Regions from separate parts of the Gossypium hirsutum genome. Here all the other regions are linked to region 1. A link is a contact called in public Hi-C data. All regions are on one chromosome and are shown on one strand. Each heading gives the region's core, a stretch centred on a gene start, on an enhancer-like site or on the middle of the called end of the contact. The rest is flanking DNA. Distances are from core to core; before and after follow the strand shown.

The links. A called contact is a pair of places that touch in the nucleus more often than the background predicts.
Region 2: a contact with region 1 is called in a Hi-C map of leaf, with 1.8 times the contacts expected there. The contact joins the enhancer-like site here to the promoter of LOC107899435 in region 1. A contact is called at or near these places in 4 of 34 Hi-C or Micro-C datasets (callus and leaf).
Region 3: a Hi-C map of leaf shows a contact between it and region 1, with 1.9 times the contacts expected there. The contact joins the enhancer-like site here to the promoter of LOC107899435 in region 1. A contact is called at or near these places in 6 of 34 Hi-C or Micro-C datasets (hypocotyl, leaf and petal).

What each region holds. Positions count from the first base shown.
Region 1 is chrA11:63,835,669-63,838,208 of Gossypium_hirsutum_v2.1, forward strand. It overlaps LOC107899435 (LOB domain-containing protein 38), which reads left to right and starts at 1,279. Exons shown (of 2, transcript XM_016825154.2): 1 at 1,279-1,894; 2 at 1,993-2,540. The coding sequence starts at 1,711. The coding sequence ends at 2,507.
Region 2 is chrA11:64,040,490-64,043,029 of Gossypium_hirsutum_v2.1, forward strand. No RefSeq gene overlaps it. Among protein-coding and RNA genes, the nearest start is that of LOC121210158, 37 kb to the right of the region's middle. Within about 2 kb of position 1,277, at least 3 of the 9 cell types and tissues checked have an H3K27ac peak or open chromatin away from gene starts, as enhancers often do. A contact at or near this core is called in leaf, where this site is marked.
Region 3 is chrA11:63,646,793-63,649,332 of Gossypium_hirsutum_v2.1, forward strand. No RefSeq gene overlaps it. Among protein-coding and RNA genes, the nearest start is that of LOC121210779, 13 kb to the right of the region's middle. Within about 2 kb of position 1,274, at least 3 of the 9 cell types and tissues checked have an H3K27ac peak or open chromatin away from gene starts, as enhancers often do. A contact at or near this core is called in hypocotyl and leaf, where this site is marked.

The sequences.
Region 1 (2,540 bases), core at 29-2,528:
TTGCAGTCACCAACTTATTCCGTCAAAAAATTTTGTGAAACTCAACAATGATGTAAAAAAAGTTTTGGTTGTGTGAAAAAATCAATGAAGGGAAAGGCTATTTATAGGCATGGTAAAAAAATTATATAGAACTCGACATCTATGTGTTTCGATGTCCATTGAATGAATTTACTAAGATTAGGTTAACCCCAAATGATGAAATTTAAAATATAGAAGAACTCAACACCCATTATGTTCTTGTGAATACATTTATTAGAGTTATGTTTTCCAAACTGATAAAATTTTAATTAAAGTAGACTTGAACACTACTTTTTAAGGTTAAAATCCTTAAAAGTCAAAAATTAAATGCAAACAAATTATATATAACTCGACATTCATGAGTGTTAAGGTCTTCTTTTATTAAATACAATTAAAAAGCTAATAGTCATCACTAAATGAAAATACCCTGGTGTTTATTTTGCAATCAACTCGACACTTGTAGGTGTCAAGATCTTTGAATATACACTAGATGCACTTTTTGTACTTTCCGAGAATCTTGGGCTTGGAAATAAAATCAACTGCTTTACTCTTAAAGAAACCTGACACTCGTGAATATTAAACTACTATTCTAAAAAACAACCTTAAAAATATCTATTTTAGTAACTAATTTTTTTCACTATATTCAAATAAAAAACAAATTAACTTGAGGTAATGATAAATATATATATTGTAATTCATGGAGAGGGATTCACTTTAGGCTTATTCATGGGTCGGGCCACCTGGCCCGGCTTGAAGGTCCACTCGAAATGTGGGAGGGTTTGAGAAAAAATTAGATTCGAAAAATAGGCTTAGATAAAAAAATAAGGTCTGTTTAAAAAACTTTAATTTGTTCAATAAATATTAATATATACACTTTTTAGATCGATATGATAAATATATCAGATCGATTTGAAAATGTATATGCATGAAAAGTATTATTATATCAAAAAATTCAGAAGTTAAATAATTAAATCATTAATTATACAAAAATATATAGAAGAGTACAAAATCATTTTTAACTTTAAAGTTTAAGAACCAATTTAAAATGAGAATTACAGTAAATTATTAATTATATAAAAATATATAGAAGAGTACAAAACCATTTTTAACTTTAAAGTTTAAAAATCAATTTAAAATGAAAATTACAGTAATTAACTTTAAAATTTTTATAAATATTAATAATTTGGACTGAAATATAAAGTTAATAATTGTAATAAATTTGACCAGTTAATTATTTTTTAAAAAAATAAATATAAGAAAACTTAAAACTGGGAAGTAGGGGAATCTTATGTAAAAGGGAAAAGAAATTTTCCAACGGTGGAGCGACAAGCATTCGCGGAAACACGGGGCCGCTCATGCCCAGGACTTTGGAATCTATAACCTCTTCACTTCCCCTCATCCCAAGGCACTGTTCCCACACTAAACCCACTACTCCCCGCTAACCCAACCCCCTAACTCAACTCAACTCCTGGGTTTAGTCTCCCTTCCCCCCTCCCCGCCTCTTTAAAACCCTCCTTCCTCTCTCATTTCTCACCCTTATTCTCTCTCTCTTCCATTTCTCCATTGTTAACACCAGCCAGCCACCCTGCCTGCGCAACCAAGTTTCAGAGAGTACATTGGTTTTCATGCTAAGCCAGGAAAAGTGTAGTACTACATAGTTGTTGAGTTGAGTCTTGAATCTTGAGTCCGATCATGAGTTGCAACGGCTGCCGAGTCTTACGGAAAGGCTGCAGTGAGTCTTGTATATTACGTCCTTGTTTGCAATGGATTGAGAGCCCTGAAGCTCAAGGCTACGCCACTGTTTTCGTTGCCAAGTTTTTCGGCCGTGCTGGTCTCATGTCCTTTATTTCCGCCGTTCCTGAATCTCAACGCCCTGGTATGCCCATGCCCTCTATCTTTTCTCTCTTTTTGTTCTTCTCTTATTGTTTCTCATACCAAATTCTGACTCCAATTGCTTCTTAATCTTTGGATCAGCTTTATTCCAGTCGCTGTTGCTCGAAGCTTGTGGGAGAACAGTGAACCCTGTGAACGGAGCCGTGGGGCTTTTGTGGACCGGAAACTGGCACGTTTGCCAAGCGGCGGTGGAAACCGTCCTGCGAGGAGGATCTCTACGTTCCATGCCTGAACTCATGTCTCCGACGCCAGCATCCGACAAAACGTCCGAAGCCACGTGCACGGACATGTGGAAATTGCGAGAGACATCCACGAATCTCAACTCCAACTGTCGATTCTCAAATTCGAGATCCAGGGTTTCACCCAAGCGTAAAAGAGTCGAAGAAGAATTCAAGAAACTACAGCCCTCTGATCTAGATCTTGGCTTGACCCCGAGCTTTACAGGCAAGCGAGCTACCGATAATCGACGACCAGGGACTCCGTCTATGAACTCGGAGGAATCTGTGACGACGACGTGCTTCGAAAGTGTTTTTGCAGATCAACAAGGGCAAGGCAGCAGAGGAACTGATAAAAAATTACTCAAGTTGTTTGTTTGAAGAGGAGGGTTTTTTTTTTTTTGGAATGATCTA
Region 2 (2,540 bases), core at 27-2,526, 200 kb after region 1:
ATTGAATTATTTAAAAGTTTTTATTGATATCATCATAATGTTAAAATAGTTATTGTATGACATTTTTTTTACATCGCTTACACCAATCAAAATAGTTTTGAATGTCATAAATGTACAAATCAAAGTCCAAACAATTTATTTTTTAATTTTCGGTACTGACCTCCAAATTGAATTGGATCTAAGGTATATTCATTTACTCATCAATGAACATTGATACACCGTACTAATCTTCGAATTATCGCTTAGAACTTGCTAGCTGAATTTTAAAAAGAAATAACAACATAGTGACTTAAATAAAAATGTTTAAATAGTTTAGTAACTTAAATAAAAATTATCATTAATTATATATATTTATAATTTTAAAAAATTTGTTAAACTAATAAAATGAGTTAGCACCATATCAAATCATTAAATAAAAATAAACTATATGTATGTTTTTACTTACTTCTTGCTACAAAGGTAAGTTGAAATTTGAGCATGGAAAAATTACATTAAAAGGGTTTGAACCGTATCACTTGGATGTTAACAATCATCGTTCTTTTATTTTGTTGATAATTGCATGGTAATTTTAAATAGGAAGAGTACATTAATTGAATAATTTTTCCAAAAGATATCATTTATATAATTTACGATACATAGTTGTCGTGTGAATTTGATGTAATTTTATTTTAATTATTATATTTAAATTATTTTATTTAAATATATAAACTTTAAAAAGACAATATATATATATAAATTCAACATGCAATTTAAAAAGAAAGAAAGAAAATCAATGGCAATGGCCTTTTAATGTGTTGAATAAAAAAACTCCCATAAACAAAGAAAGAAAGAAAGAAAAATGCAGCACATAATTGTTAAAGATAGAAAAGAGGTTTGGAATTGGAAGTTGGCAGCCAAGTTGGGGCAGCTCAGCTCTGTGTCGTACCTGAAAGTGGATGGAGGTGACGTTGCTATTTTATAATTTCTGAAATTGACTCATATTAATTTCAATATTTGGTTTTTCTACTTCATGCTTGTAAGATTTTCAATTTACGCAAAATATTTGTATCCATTGATGTTGGTTTATTCCTATAAATAAGTGTCATATTTTTTGTTGGTTGGAAAGGGCAACTCTGATTCACAGGGTAAACTTAAAACTTTGGTTTTCATGTAAATGATGAAAAGAATAGGGAGGGGTGATAGGATAGGTGATAAGGGAAGGGTAGCGCTCTGCGTTTATGGATCATTGGACCATCGTCTTCTTCTGATAAGAGGTGGCAAATAGGAGGGGCCAATAATGTTGATCACACCTGGACTTCACGTGACACCTTTGCCCCACCAACTATTATAGAGAATCACATCACATTTATATATATTTAAAGATATGCATAAATTTAAAAAAATTCACACCTACACGAAATTCCGACGTCACTTATCAAAGTTTCACAACTTCAACTTTAATACATTTTTGAAAGATACAATATAATGGAAAACTTCAATTATATTTAAAAATATATAAAAAAATACTTGTGAAATTTGTTCTTTTTTATTAAGAGTATACTTTATAATTATTTTAATTTTCATACCTTATTGCCTAAATACTAAATTCTTTAGAAAGAAATTAAAATAGGTTGGATTTGGGGCGAGGTTGGTGGGGAATAGCTTGCTTTAGATAGTTGACTCAAGAAAGTTTGGCCCCAAAAACCTTGGGGGATGCATCAGGCCTTTCTAATGGTCATATCATCTGTTCGGTTTAGTCTGAACCAGCTGGATTTATTAGGATATGATATTTTATTAATAAATAAATATGACCTGTTTTTAATATTTAAAATATATACTTTTATTAGTTTATAATAGACCGGTCAGGAACATCGGTTTCTGCTGACGTTGAAGAATGTTTTCCTGCACGTGAATCGTGTCAGCTCCCAATCACTTTTCCTCCTTCACCCCACATTTATCGGTTTATCGAATAAAGAAAATCGTGTGAATATAAATGTTTTCGGGTCTAATTTGTTTCATTTATTATTTATTGGTGTAATCTTTTTAATAATATCATAACCAATAATTAAAAAACACTTTTAAAAGAAGAAAAATATTTTATATATTGTCGCTAAAATTTTAAAAAAATTATAAACAAGGTTTAAGGTGATATCAAATATATGTAAGGAATAATAAAAAATAATAAAATAAAACATGTGATAAATTTATAACACAATTTATAAAAAAAATTTAAAAAAATTTCACAAATATTTACCCTTAAAAAATTACACTTCAACTAAATTTGGATCAAATTTTCACTTTATATATCACAAGCCCATCTACTTTAAGCCCATAACAGAAAAAAAGATAAAACAAAAAACCCTAAAAATTTATCATTATCCCTCACTTTCAACCTATTTTCGCTTCGCAATATTCCTCTATTTGTCTTGTACTCTCTTTTTTCACTTAAACTATGAGAAATTCACCGTTCATCTCAAACTTCTACCAGTCTTTTTCGTTTGAATTTCAGTGTTGTACATTTTATTTGAGAGAGGGTAAAAAGAGGAGCTATTCACTATCCT
Region 3 (2,540 bases), core at 24-2,523, 190 kb before region 1:
AAATTATTTTTTAGGTCCTTAAATTTTTTTAAAAATTTTAAATTAGTAAATTTAAAATTGCACTGACCCCCTAAAATTATAAAAATTCAATTTAATCATTTACAAATTATAAAGATATAAACTATAAAAAATTAAAATTTCATCCGGCCCCCTAAAAAATTTTTCTAGCTTCGCCCCTGAACACCAACCTTTGATCTATTGGTTAAAGATATTCACCATATCCCCAAGGTTGTAGGATCAATTTGCAGGCCATACCTATGTGGTAATTTAAACGAGTGCGTATACAAGTTTGAAATTTAATTTTATAAAAAAGTAAATAAACTAAGGCTGTGTTTGATAAGTTAAAAATTAATGGTTGAAAAATAATAAGTGCTAAAAATTCAAGTTATACAAGTTATCTAGTATATTATTTAAAATTAAATATAGAATATAATTATATCATTTGATAAATGATAGACTTATTACTCTTAAATGAAAAATAGAAAAATAAATTAAACCCTTACAAAATTATGGCTTTTAAAGATGGTCGTCTGTCATTTTTATTAAACAAACCATTAATAATTAAGCTTTTGGATTCAAGAAAAGTATCTGACAGAATTGAAATTTTAAAACAGCAGTCTAAAATGGCAACCATTGGAGGAAGTAGGTTAAACTCCCTTAAAATTAATGGCTGACAAGTCTTCCAAAATGGACGGACCACTAGGCATTGATTGAGCTTTTGAAATATTATCAAGACATCAACAACGGTAGTTAAAAACTGAAAAAAGGGGTTAAGCCATAAACAACAACAATAATAATAAATGAAAACCCTAAAGCCTATGGGCTGTAAAGATAATACAATATGAACCACTCATTGCAGAATGATACCCTGTACTTGGTGGAACATTGTTTTTCTTAAACTTATTATCATCATCCAAGTGAATTTCAACATTATTTGATTCAACATCGTACGTTTATGACGTAAACATCAATTAGCATATAAGAGGATTTTGGATATGATTAAATGGGTTGCTTAAAAGTAACCCAACAGCTGGACTGGGTTTTACTTTTTCATCGTTTTTAAACAAACAAGAGGGGGACTTCCAAATTGCAGTCGACCCCACAAATCGGAATCTTTGAGATATTGCCTGCATTTCCTGATGATTTGAGGTTTTTTTTTGTTGTTATTGACAAAAAGAAAACGTTATTTTCCTCTGCTTTATTTGGAGGATGGATGGTCCCAACAGCAACCTTCATAATGCCACTACCATTTGCCCATATTATGGGGTCATTAGTCCCAATCAAAAGAAAGAGAAAAAGAAAAAAGATAATGGAATTTCATTTGGGGACTGTCAAACCATCTGTGGTTGGCATTTTCTGCTGATTTAGCCATTAAAAAATAAAAAGGAAAATCCCAACATTTGGCAAATTACAGTGCTAGTGGTATTACTGAAATCAAAATGAGATTGGGTTTTGGCTGACAATCAGAAAGTGTATAATATTTGTGTTTAAAGTGCAGGAACTTATAGGACGGTAGATTAGGCTTATCTTCGTCACCCACCTACAAACATCCTGTGTTAAGCTTTTGATTGATTCTTTGTAAATATGAGAGGAAACTTTTTTAAAGTTGGGTTAACTTATCCACTTGACCATTAAAAAAAATTAACCTATCCCTTAATTACAACAAATCTCAAAATTATATCTCAAGTTTAGTATTTAAATTTGGTTTAATAGTGTAAAAAGTCTTTAAATTTAAAATAAATAAATAAAGTAATTAAGTCCCTCCTTTATTTTTACACTTAATTGAGCACTTGAACTTTCAAAATGTATAAAAAAAATTCCCTCAAACTTGTTAAAAAAAGAACTTAAGCACCTGTTTTTTTCCCATTCAATTAGATACTTAAACTTTCAAAATGCATTAAAAAGATCCTCAAAAATTTTTAAAAAAGCAATTAAACCCTTGCACTTATTAAAAATTAGAAAAAAATATTATAAAAATTATTAAATTTTAGAAAAATTATTAAATTTTAATAAAAATATAAAAAATTAAATTTTTTTATAAAAATCTTAAAAAAAATAAAAAAATTTAAAATTTTATAAAAATCATAAAAAAATTAGTGACCTCTAGTTTTTTTTCAATTAAAGTCATCACGTGTTGCAACACAGCATGACATGTAGCGAAAAAAAGATAAAAAAAATAAAAATCAATAAAAGTTATAGAAAAATTATAAAATACTTTTTTTGGTACGATAATTTTTATAAAGTTTTTTACTAAATTTATATTTCTTTACATTTTGTATAACTTTCTTATAACTTCATAAAATTTTATAATTTTTTTTATATTTCTATATATTTTATAATTTTTTATAATTTTTATAATTTTTTAATATTTATTTTTTAATTAAAATTTAATAAAATTTATAGATTTTATTTTTTTTTAAATTTTTGTCTAATTTTTAATAAATGTAGGGGCTTAATTGCTTTTATTTTTGAAAAAGTTTGAGGATCTTTTTGATGTATTTTGAAAGTTCAAGTACCCAATTGAATGCGAAAAAGAGTAG